Linked DNA regions of Anser cygnoides: region 2 is linked to region 1. Evidence: chromatin contacts called from public Hi-C data. All regions are on one chromosome and are shown on one strand. Each heading gives the region's core, a stretch centred on a gene start, on an enhancer-like site or on the middle of the called end of the contact. The rest is flanking DNA. Distances are from core to core; before and after follow the strand shown. Region 1 holds the start of VCP (valosin containing protein). Region 2 overlaps ATOSB (atos homolog B).

What was found. A called contact is a pair of places that touch in the nucleus more often than the background predicts.
Region 2: a contact with region 1 is called in a Hi-C map of blood, with 4 times the contacts expected there. The contact joins the enhancer-like site here to the promoter of VCP in region 1. A contact is called at or near these places in 2 of 7 Hi-C or Micro-C datasets (blood and liver).

What each region holds. Positions count from the first base shown.
Region 1 is chrZ:63,871,120-63,876,066 of Taihu_goose_T2T_genome, reverse strand. VCP (valosin containing protein) reads left to right here and starts at 2,890. Exons shown (of 17, transcript XM_066988708.1): 1 at 2,890-3,048. The coding sequence starts at 3,032. FANCG (FA complementation group G) reads left to right here. Exons shown (of 13, transcript XM_048053955.2): 10 at 2-57; 11 at 600-737; 12 at 1,116-1,248; 13 at 1,477-1,758. The coding sequence ends at 1,594.
Region 2 is chrZ:63,921,703-63,926,649 of Taihu_goose_T2T_genome, reverse strand. All of the region lies in intron 2 of ATOSB (atos homolog B), which reads left to right. Among named protein-coding and RNA genes, the nearest start is that of ATOSB, 18 kb to the left of the region's middle. Within about 2 kb of position 2,594, at least 3 of the 3 cell types and tissues checked have open chromatin away from gene starts, as enhancers often do. A contact at or near this core is called in liver, where this site is marked.

The DNA of each region.
Region 1 (4,947 bases), core at 1,641-4,140:
GGTGCCTCAGCGAGCTCTTGCGGTTCCCCCTTTGTGGGCCTGGTGCCGAACCGACAGGTGAGGCTGTCCGCAGCTGTGTGCTTGGCAGTGGTGGGTAAAGGAGCGGGGCTGCGGTCCCACTGCCACCTCTGGCAGGAGGCACTTGGCCCTGTGTGGTGAGCTCCACGCCACGCTGGGCCTCTGAAGGGACGGGCTGGCTGGGTTGGGGTAGGGTTTGCCCTCAGCTCTGCCTCCTTCCCTGTTAGGTGACATTGTTTGTCACCTGGAAAGCTTCTCGATATGGGATTCAAGGGGATAGATTCGCACCAGTTTTTGCGAATAAGCAGCCAAAGGCCAGGCTGCTGCCTGCCGAGGTTGCTGTTGAGCTGTAGGCATGTAATGTACTGAGCTCTCACTGCTTTTTGCTCGTTCCCTCTGCTGCCTCCTTGCCTCTCCCAGCCTGGCAGCCTGAAGCCGAGCTCTGCCATGGGATATTCTTGGAGCTAGCAGACAAACAGGCCCAAGTAGACATGTGGCCTGTTTTACCACTACCCTGGGACGTGGGGGCAGTGTCTGGAGGGTGCTGTCTGCAGGTGTGTGCATTCTTCTTTCCGTGACAGGGAATCTCCTGGCAGAAGTGGAGGTTCTCCAGAAGATCAGGTTGCTTTCCCTCATTGGGCGAGGTACGCAGTTCCTGGAGCTGGGGAAGCACAAGGAGGCCTTGCTGGATTTCCAGTACGGCTTGCAGGTCTCGCCAGGTGAGAGGCTTTTTTTGGGGAGGCATAGCATGTGCTGCTTGCAGGGGTGACCCATGGGCACCCGGACCAGCCCCTTCTGCTCAGTGCTCCAGCGGTGCTGAAAAACCGTAGGGATGTGAGCTTCAGCGGCGTCTGCCACGTCTGCTGCTCCCAGCCCTGACCGAGGTTCCCTCCCGGAGCCTCGCACTGGGGCTGCAGACCTGCTTGCAGAGAGAACCCCAGCCCAAGCAGAGGAGTGGCAGGCTGTACTGCAGGGCTGACATCATCTGCCTTGGCTTCTGTCCTGGCTGCCAGCCCAGGGGCTGATTAGAGCCTGTGATGCATCTGGGAAAGTCCTCCCCCATTACACCACCTCTCCTCCTCTGACGTGTCTTGCAGGTGACCCAGCTGCTGCCTCTTATCTGGTGCAAGCCCTGTGGAAGCTGAACCGAAAGCAGGAGGCTGCTGCTCACTGGCAGAAGCACTTGGAGAGGCCCACGGGGGAAGATGGGCAGCAGGAAGGGCAGGGAAGGTGCGTTGTGGGGCATTTGGGATGTCAAACAGCTGCAGATGAGAGCTCCAGCAGTGCAGCCTGTGCTTTAAACTGGGGGCGGTTTATCTCAGTGCACCTGCTGGCCTTCAGCTGCAGCTTGAATGTGTCAGGGGAGCTCCCCCCTTGTCTTCCTCAGGAGGGGTGAATTTCCTAGTAGGAACAGGGGAATACCACAGACCTTGTTGCTGCAACACCCTTCTTTTTCAGGCCCTTCCCCTTGTACCTGGTTTCATGTGTGAAGCAGGCAGCCTTCCCGCAGAGGGAATCTCTTGCTAGAAGCATACAGGATTACCTCAGGACCATGAGCCAGGATCCCTTTAGCTAACCCAGCCAGTGTCCTCATCACATGCCCTGGAGCCTCCCTGCACCAGGATGACATTGGGACTCTTTCAGGACTCAAAACTGCTCTTGGGTGAAGCTGGATTTCCCAAAAGACAGAAACAGAACAGATTCCCTTTTCTAATAAAAGCCTCAGATCTATTCAATTTATGTAAGTCTTTTTTTTTTCCTGTGCCCTCTCCTCTGGCAATTCAGAGTGAACATTTGCAATGAAGATCATGGGCTTGCTGCTGCCGTGGGCTATGCCCCGGGAGATCGGGGTGGAGATACCCTTGTTCCTTTGAAGCTGGCATCAGCTCATCACCATCACTCCCCGCTCCAGGGACATTTTGGGCTCGGGAAGGTTCCCTACCCGTGCTGTCCCAGCGTTGGGTGAGCCTTGTCTTCCACAAGCCTAAAGAAAGGGTTGAAAACAACTCTTCAGTGTCCAACACGACGAGGCCCTGACTGTATCACCTCGCTAACTAGGTCGGTGCTGATGAGGCAAGAATTTGGCCTTGACCCAAATAGGCCGCAGGGTGAAACTGCGCTCCTGGAAGAGGTTAAATTCAGTGGGGTCCTACTCCTCTGCGCTCAGAGCGGGGAGTCTGGTGGCAGACAGGCCCTGTGGTTGCTCTGCTTCACTCCCCCCTTACTTCAGCCCTAAAAACAAAGGAGGGCAGGGCAGAATTAAGTACAAGAGCACAGGTAATTAATTTATTTATTAATTTATTCATAAGCACCTACAGGAAAACAAGGGAGTGGCTGGCCGGGAGCAAGCGTCAGCAGTGCCTGGTGTTCTCTGAGGTAACTGGAGGGAGTTCACCATCCACAGAGCCCCCCAAAAAAGAAAAAACCTTAAAACAGGGGAAACTTCCCAAAACTTGCCCTGGTGCCAGGCGGAGGGCTGCGGCCATGCTGAGCCCGGGTGCGCTCAGCGCACCAGTGCCTATGCCCGAGCTGTCAGTCACCCGCCTCCCGCGCCTCCTATTGGTCGCTGGCGCGGCGGGCCTTCCCCCTCCATTTTCCTATTTTTGCCATTGGCTGCCCGGCTCGCGTTGCCAGGTAGATCAGCCATGACAGTGGAGGCACTACGATTGGCTGTCGGCCGTCGCGCTTGGCTCGCGCCGATTGGGAGGGGAAAAAGGAGAGGGGCGGGGCAGAGAAGGAGAGCTCCCTTTTTTTTTTCCCCTCTCCTTTTTCCCATTGGCTGAGCCTCCGCCGGTCGGAATTTCCGATTGGCCAGCGCGCGCTGTTGCTAGGCAGGCGAGGCGGCGCGGGGCGGAGCTCCCCCTTCCGATGAGTCGGCTCTGAGGCCGAGGCAGCGCCGAGCACCCCGAGAGCCGCCGCCTGCCGCCGCCCGCCCGCCCGCCGCCCGCCCCGGCAGCCTCCTTCCTCCGCCGCCCCGCTCCGAGGAGCCCCTCGGCCCTTCCCCCTCAGCGCCATGGCCTCGGGATCCGAGTAAGTGCGGGCCGCGGCCTAGCCATGAGGCGCGAGGCCCGGCCTCCGCCTTCCTCCCCCCCCCCTTCCTCCTCCTCCTTCCCCTCAGAGGCTCGGCGATGGCGCCGTGCCCGGCCGGAGGGGCCCGGCGGCGGGGCCCCCGCTGCCCGATCCCGCTGTGTCATGCAGGCCCCGGGGAGGCGGGGCTGGGCGGGTGGGGAGGGGCCGCTCCCCGAGCGCGCTCCCGGCCGTGCGCGCTCCCGGCCAGGGCGCGTGCCCGCAGGGGGCCCCCGTGCGCGCCTCCCAACCCCTCTCCCCCCCCCCAGCGTCGAGTCACTGACGGGGGGTGAGGGCAGGCGAGGCCGGGGCCTCCCTCACGATGCCTCCCCCCAGCCCCGAGGCCTCCCCGCCTCGACCCGGCCCGGCCCCGGCCCGGTTTTTGCCCCCCCCACCCCGGCCCGGCGCTGTGGAGGCGGACATGTTGTGGTCGAGTCCCCCCCCCGTGCTGTGGCGGTTCCTGCCCCCTCGGCCTGGCCTCGCTTCCAGGCCCCGGATCGGCTTTCAGGCTCCTCAGCACGGAGCCGAGCGGCGGTGTTCAGCCCGCTGCCGTCCCACGTGCGTTGGGCGCCGAGGGGTGTTAAAAATAGCACTGAAGAGAATTTCCCAAATCCAGGAACGCCTCGGTGACCTGCTCGCCCTCCCGGAGGCACTCCTCGTCCCCTTAGTGCCCGGTGTTTTCGTTGTCCTTTTCCTTTGCAACTCCCGGAATTCAGACCCGCTTGGTCCTACCAAGGTGTGCCGGGAATCCGGTGACCGTAGCAGAGCTAGAAGCAATAGGCCAAAAGCCCCATTTTGCAGCTGGCTGAGGTGAACACTGCCTTTAAAAGAAACGTACACTTTCACAAAGTTATCACCACCGCGTAGGAATCAGCAGAAGTTACTCTGCAACAAGAGTTGCATCTTGGCTGCAATTTTGGGCTCAGTGCTGTTGGCAACCATCTTGCTGAGCTGAGCTTCAGCACCGCAAGAGCCACCAGAGCGTGGTTTCTGAAGAGGTTCTCGTTTTCATGTGCCTACCAGCCTGGCATAGCATTTGAGAACTTGGCATCTCAGGCACGGGGATGAACTCACTGGTTGGTTGCCCTGTATGTGGCTGCAGTCACCAGGAGCATCAGTCGTTTGCTTTAATGGATAAAATGCGTTATGGATTTATAATGCCGACCTGGGGAAGGCAGTTCAGTCCATAACATGAATGTTGAGGGTCAGGATCGTAAGAAACTACTTCCAGGTTTGTCTCAAAAGAGGGTTCATGAGGACATTGATTTAAAAGGCCCACCAGCCTCCAGAAGGCGTGATTGTTTTCACTTTCATTGCTGAAGCTGGAATCGTTTTGAGTCAGGGACTTTTCCACTATATATTTACCGCAGACTTGCAGGAACATCTTAGTTCCCTAGTTCATGGGGATTTTTGGAGATTAGTGCTTGTTTTCAGAAAAATTGCTTGTCAGTAATTATCTTCTGCTCTCTCTTCTTATAGTCTGCCCTAACGCTTAGCCTTTGGGCGTTACTGTGTGCTGAACAAGGGGTGCTCTGACAAAGAAAAACATAGAAGTGTTAAAAGTTGTTAGAGTGGCTCCCTCCCCTTCCCAGTGTAAAATGGGTCTGTTGGGCTGCTTCGCTGAAAGAAAGGGCGGCTAAGGATGAGACTTGGGAACCCATTTTTGGGGGCTTCAGGGCTAGTACCTGTTTGCTTCAATTTTACTGATGTCTCCTGCTTTATGTACAAGTTTGCCCATTAGCTGTGCAGGGGATTATGTCCTCACTCCTGCCCTCTGTCTAGGGGCAAGCTTTTAATAATTTCCTTTTAATCCCCAAGCAGCTCTAAAGCTATGTTTTGTGTTCAGTTTGTCTCTTTGTTGAG
Region 2 (4,947 bases), core at 1,345-3,844, 51 kb before region 1:
GAGTGCTGCAGGGTGAGCAGAGGGTGCAAGGCAATGCCTGCGAGGGAGGCCCTCTCCAAAATGCAGAAGGGAGCCTGCAGGCATGTTTTGCTTTGTCAGAAGGCTTTTATATGCCTGCCCAGGCTAAAAGTGGATTTTTGCACGTGTAGTTCAGCAGGAAAGCCTAAGCCTGGTTGCTTTCCTATCCTGGCCTCCCTGCTTAGCGTCATCTGCGCTGGGTGCCCTGTGGGGCACAGCAGCAGAGGGACCAGCAGAAGAAGCAAGGGAAGGGATGGATGGCAGAAACCTCCACTTCCCTTCCCACAGCAAGGTGGGAAGAGAGCACAGCTTGTTTCCATCCCGAGCCTCGGCCGGTGCGAGCCAGCCCACCCAGGATGTGTACGGAGGGCTGCAGGATGTGCTGAGTCAACAAGAGCATCCCCTTGCACAGGGAGGTTTGGTCGGGGCTGCCAAGACAATAGGGGTTTGCAGCTTGCAGGAAGGGTGAGCGCCAGCTGCAAGCCACACGGTGGGCTTTCCAATTTTAGCAAACTCGGATTTGTGTTACTGACCAGAAAAGGAAGCTTTGTCCTTAAAACTTGCAGGCTGGGTTAGCAGGCGCTTGGCCATTCAACTCCATCCCTCGCCACGGGTACGCTCCCTAATCTAAGCTTTTATTTAAAGAAATTCCACATCTGGTCCTTACATTGGATCGGATGACCTTGGATGTGATTTTTGGAACAAAGGGCTGATGCTTCACTGGGCTCTGTCTAGGAGATGGAAAGTGGTCCCAGGGAATGCTCCATGAGTGCTGGGTGCCAGCTCCAGCTATTTCATCTCCCTGAGTCCCGGCAAGAGGAGATGCTGGGAGGGGAACCGGCTCTGTTACAGCCTCTGTCCTCATGCTGGCTACTCTGGCTGGGTCGCTGCAGCCACCAGCTAAGTTAGCAGCCTTGTGGCTCCTCTGTTTTTTTCAGTCACTGTGAAGGGAGATGTGGGGAGTACAGAGCCACTGTGGGAAGGGGAACCCAGAAATGAAAGGCTTGGTTTGGGGCTCCTGGAGATGGTAAATGTCCTCTGTTGACCTTGGTAGATGACTCATTGTCAGACTAGCAATCTGTGTGCCTGCCCTTGTTAACAGGAACCGTTTCAGCAGAAGCATCAACTTCACGTACTTCTCGCTGCTTAGCATCTGCATTCAGAAAGCCTGAACTTCTCCCTCTGTCGTTGCCCCAAATCCTCACTTCTCACGCTGCCCTGACGTCACCTGAGCAGCAGAACCATGCCACTGACTTAAAGGTGGGTGAATAAATCTCTCTGCTGACAGTTCCCAGCTTGCTGCCCTGATGTGCACTGTTTCAAGGCAGTAAGGTCACTGTCACTGTACTTTGAAGGGATGCTCTGTCACTCTTTAGCCACGTGGGCTGCATAAGGGGGGGCACAAGAGAGTTAAAAGGGATCCCTTGGCGTGGGAGGGATGTCAAAACTGAGAGCAGCGTGGCTGCTTCCCCTCTGATCCTCTCCCCAGCCTGGCTGAAGGGTGCTGTGGTGTTACACCTCTGTTACTCACAAATGGGGCGCCATCAGGACACTGTTACCATCAGTCTCAGATCGAAGCAGTGCCCCTGCATGTAGGGCACGTTCTTGTTTAAAAGCTCGTGTAGGTTTTCTGTGCTCTCCTAGCCTCCCCAGGGCTTATCAGGAAGCCCTTCTTTTCAGAGCCTGCTTTCAGCACATGCGTTTAAATTGCTGGGCCTGTCCTGCTGGTGGCTGCTGGTTTGTTCAGGTGCTTACCCGGTGCTGTGACCTTGGTGGCACCGTGACCGCGGTGTTGGCTGTGCCTTTGGCCGTGCTGATAGCACACGGTGAGCACTGCGCATCTCCCACACTGCTGCCCCTGGGGGCACCCTGGGGAGCAAAGCATCCTGATGGGAGCCTGCAGGAGAAGCCGTGGGGCTTGTCTTGGTTCTCTTTGCCCTGAGAAGGCAGATTTTCTCAGTGGGAGATGGATCCATGAGGCTGCAGCAGGGAGAGGCACGGCTCCGCAGCCCAGGCGTGTGCACGGATCCGTGTCTTCCCTGCGTGCCTGCTCTCTCTCGCACGCTCCTTGATGGATGTGCTCTGCTCTGCAGAGCTGCTCCCCAGCAGGAGCAGTGATGGGCGATCTGCCTTTTGTCACCTCTGGCTGCTTCGGTCCCTTCCAGAGCCTGAGGTCAGCCAAGGAAGCTCTCCGCCCCGCAGAGCCAAACTGGGAAGAGGTGCAGCACGGGAGCACACACATCGGGCTGTGCCCAAGGCAGGTCCGCCGGGTGTCCCTCCAGCAGCCAGAGGTGGGGTCAGGCTGCCAGAGGGCTGATAAAACCACCAGGTTTTCCTGGAAGGCAGCCTCGGAGCCCGGAGGAAACCCACCCCCAGCCTCCTCGCTCCTTATCTCGGCCGTGCTCGCGCATGGCAGCGCTCCCACTCCTGGCTGGCCCCGCCACCCCAACGTGGCCTCGAGCCAGCGCTGCGGGAGGAGGGGGGTTTGGCACCGCTTCCCCTGCCCTGTTTGCTGCCTCACGGAGCTTGTGGCATTGCCCTGACGCCCGCAGCCGGCTGTGGTAAAATGGGTGAGTCAGGCAGGAGGAGGGGGTGAGTCAGAGGGGAGTGAGTCAGCGGGAAGCAGAAGGCAGGTGCTGTCCCAGGGCTGTCGGGGAGCCCAAAGGTCTGGCAGCCCGTGCCAGGTACCCCCAGGAGCTGGGGGAGCCTCAGGGCTCTGGAAGCAGAGCGGTGGAGGCGGGGGAGGATTCAGCTCGGCCGTGTGCTGCACTGGGCCTGGGTGAGCACTGCACCGGGTCCCTGCTCATGTCTCACTGCCAGTACGTGTCCGTGTCCTTGGAGGCACTGCCAGAAGGACCGGAGACGAGCACTGCAGGGGAGCAAGGCGATGTCAGGGCATCCCAGCCTCTGGTGAGCAGGGTGAATCCTTGTCCTGGGAGGCAGTGGGGCGTGCAGCTGCCTTGGGCAACCTGAGCAGGTCTCTGTCCTGGCCGGATCCTGCCCAGTAACCTTCCCCTCCACACTAAGAGAACGGGAGAGGCAGGATGGAAAAAGGAACGGTCCCTGCTGGGGCAGAGAGGGCTAAGAAGTAGGTCTGTGCTAAGCCAGGGGGAAGAGCCGGGCTGGGGAGGATGCTGTGCAGATCTGGGCCACAGCTGCAGAAATCCCCTGCGGGATCTGTGCCCCTCTGGCACTGCTGCAGACCCTGGGGGGTGTCCTCGGGGGGTCGTGGATGGCTGCTCACCTTCTCCAGCTCTGGGCTGTTTAATTTCTATTTAGCCCAGCTGGTCTCTGCTGAGTTTGACTCCTGGTGGTCCTGCTCGTCACGGCTGAGGGCAGGTTCCCCATTGGAACGATGGAAGTAGGGCCAGCAGTGAAAGCAAATCACTGTGTATTTAGGGCTAAGCTTCCTGGAGCAGGCATTTGGGATTCCCACCTAGGTATTTTGCAGCAGGTGCTGAAATAGGTACTCGGTATCTCTGACAACCAGAGACACGGATCAAATATTTGAAGGGAAAATACCCCCCGCTGGTCTGTGTTTGGGGGAGCCTCTTGTTTCAACATCCCTAAGGTCTTACAGGCTTGCAGCTGGCTCCAGGTACCTCCTGTCCTGCCTGGTTTTACCCTTGGCTGGGAGGGATGGAGATCAACAGGCGCCAGCATCCTCCAGAGACACCCAGGAGCCCTGGCCCTGTGTCGTGTCCATCACCTGCTGAGCCTGCTGGAGGTGAGGAGGGGAAGGGAAGGGCAGGCAGGCTGCTGAGTTGTGCCTGCTTGCAGGAGGCTCCATCTGGGGCAGGAGGTGGTGGTGTGCCTCCCTGCCACGGGTGACAGCTCCCTCCTGCTGGCCAGCTTCTCAGCCCCTTGAGCTCAGTCTCTGCAGATTAACCTTTTGCCCCATTCCTCCTGCAGGGCTTCCTCCTGCCTGGGAGGTTTTGGGCTCCAGGCAGGTTGGGGTGAGCGAAGATGAGGCCGTGGAGGTGATGAGGGGCTGGAGGACAGGAGAGGAGCAGTCAGAGCAGCAGGTCTGTGCAGCATGGGAGAGGGAAAGGGGTGTCACCGCTGTCGGCAGCTGCCTGGTGTGGCTTTGGAGAGAAGCCGGAGCCTGGCTCTCCTGGGAAGTGCCCAGGAACAGGATAAGAGGCAGCGGCACAAGATGCATCAAGGGAAATTCCAATTAGATATTAGGAAAAATATTTCCCCACAAGGGCAGTTGAACTCTGGAGCAGGGCCCAGAGAAGGGGGAGCAATCTCCAAATTCGGAGAGCCTCAGCCCTCGGCAGGGACAGCCCCCGAGTGACTTGCTCGAGGTTGGCCCTGCTCCAAGCAGGATTGGACCGTGAGGTCCCTTCCTACCTGCATCGCTGCCTGGTCCTGCAGCCCTCGGGGCACCTAGCAGCGTAACAGCTCACGGTCTGTTGGGCTGACGTGGTTGTAGGTGCACAGAGGGCTCGGAGGTTTGTTTGTCCATCCCCTGGCCGTGGCACAGCAAACACCAGCCCTTCTCCTGGCTTGGTTCACTTCAGCCATGCGGTACCTGCAGTGCTGGGAACAGAGGTGCTGCAGCATCGCCCAGCTCATTGCTTTACCCCTACCTATCCCAGCTGGAGCACCCTTCTCCCCAGAGCACCATGCTATTCCCTCCCTGCTCAAGCATTAAAGGCCAGTCTCTGATACCACAGCAGTAAAGCACAGGGTGATAAACCACCCACTCTTTTCCTCTGGGAGCATGGAGCTGTGGTCTGCAGGGGGATGCTCGTGCTTTCGGGGCCTGGAGTGGATGCCAGCACCCGGCTCCACAGCTGGAGGGGCTCCAGGGTTATCTTCCCCGTGGTGCCTGTCCCAGGCCCAGAGACGGTGACAACTGGAGGGGGAAGTCACCAGTAGTCTTTTTAAAGTAGTCTTTTTAAAGGCTCCAGCTGCCTGACC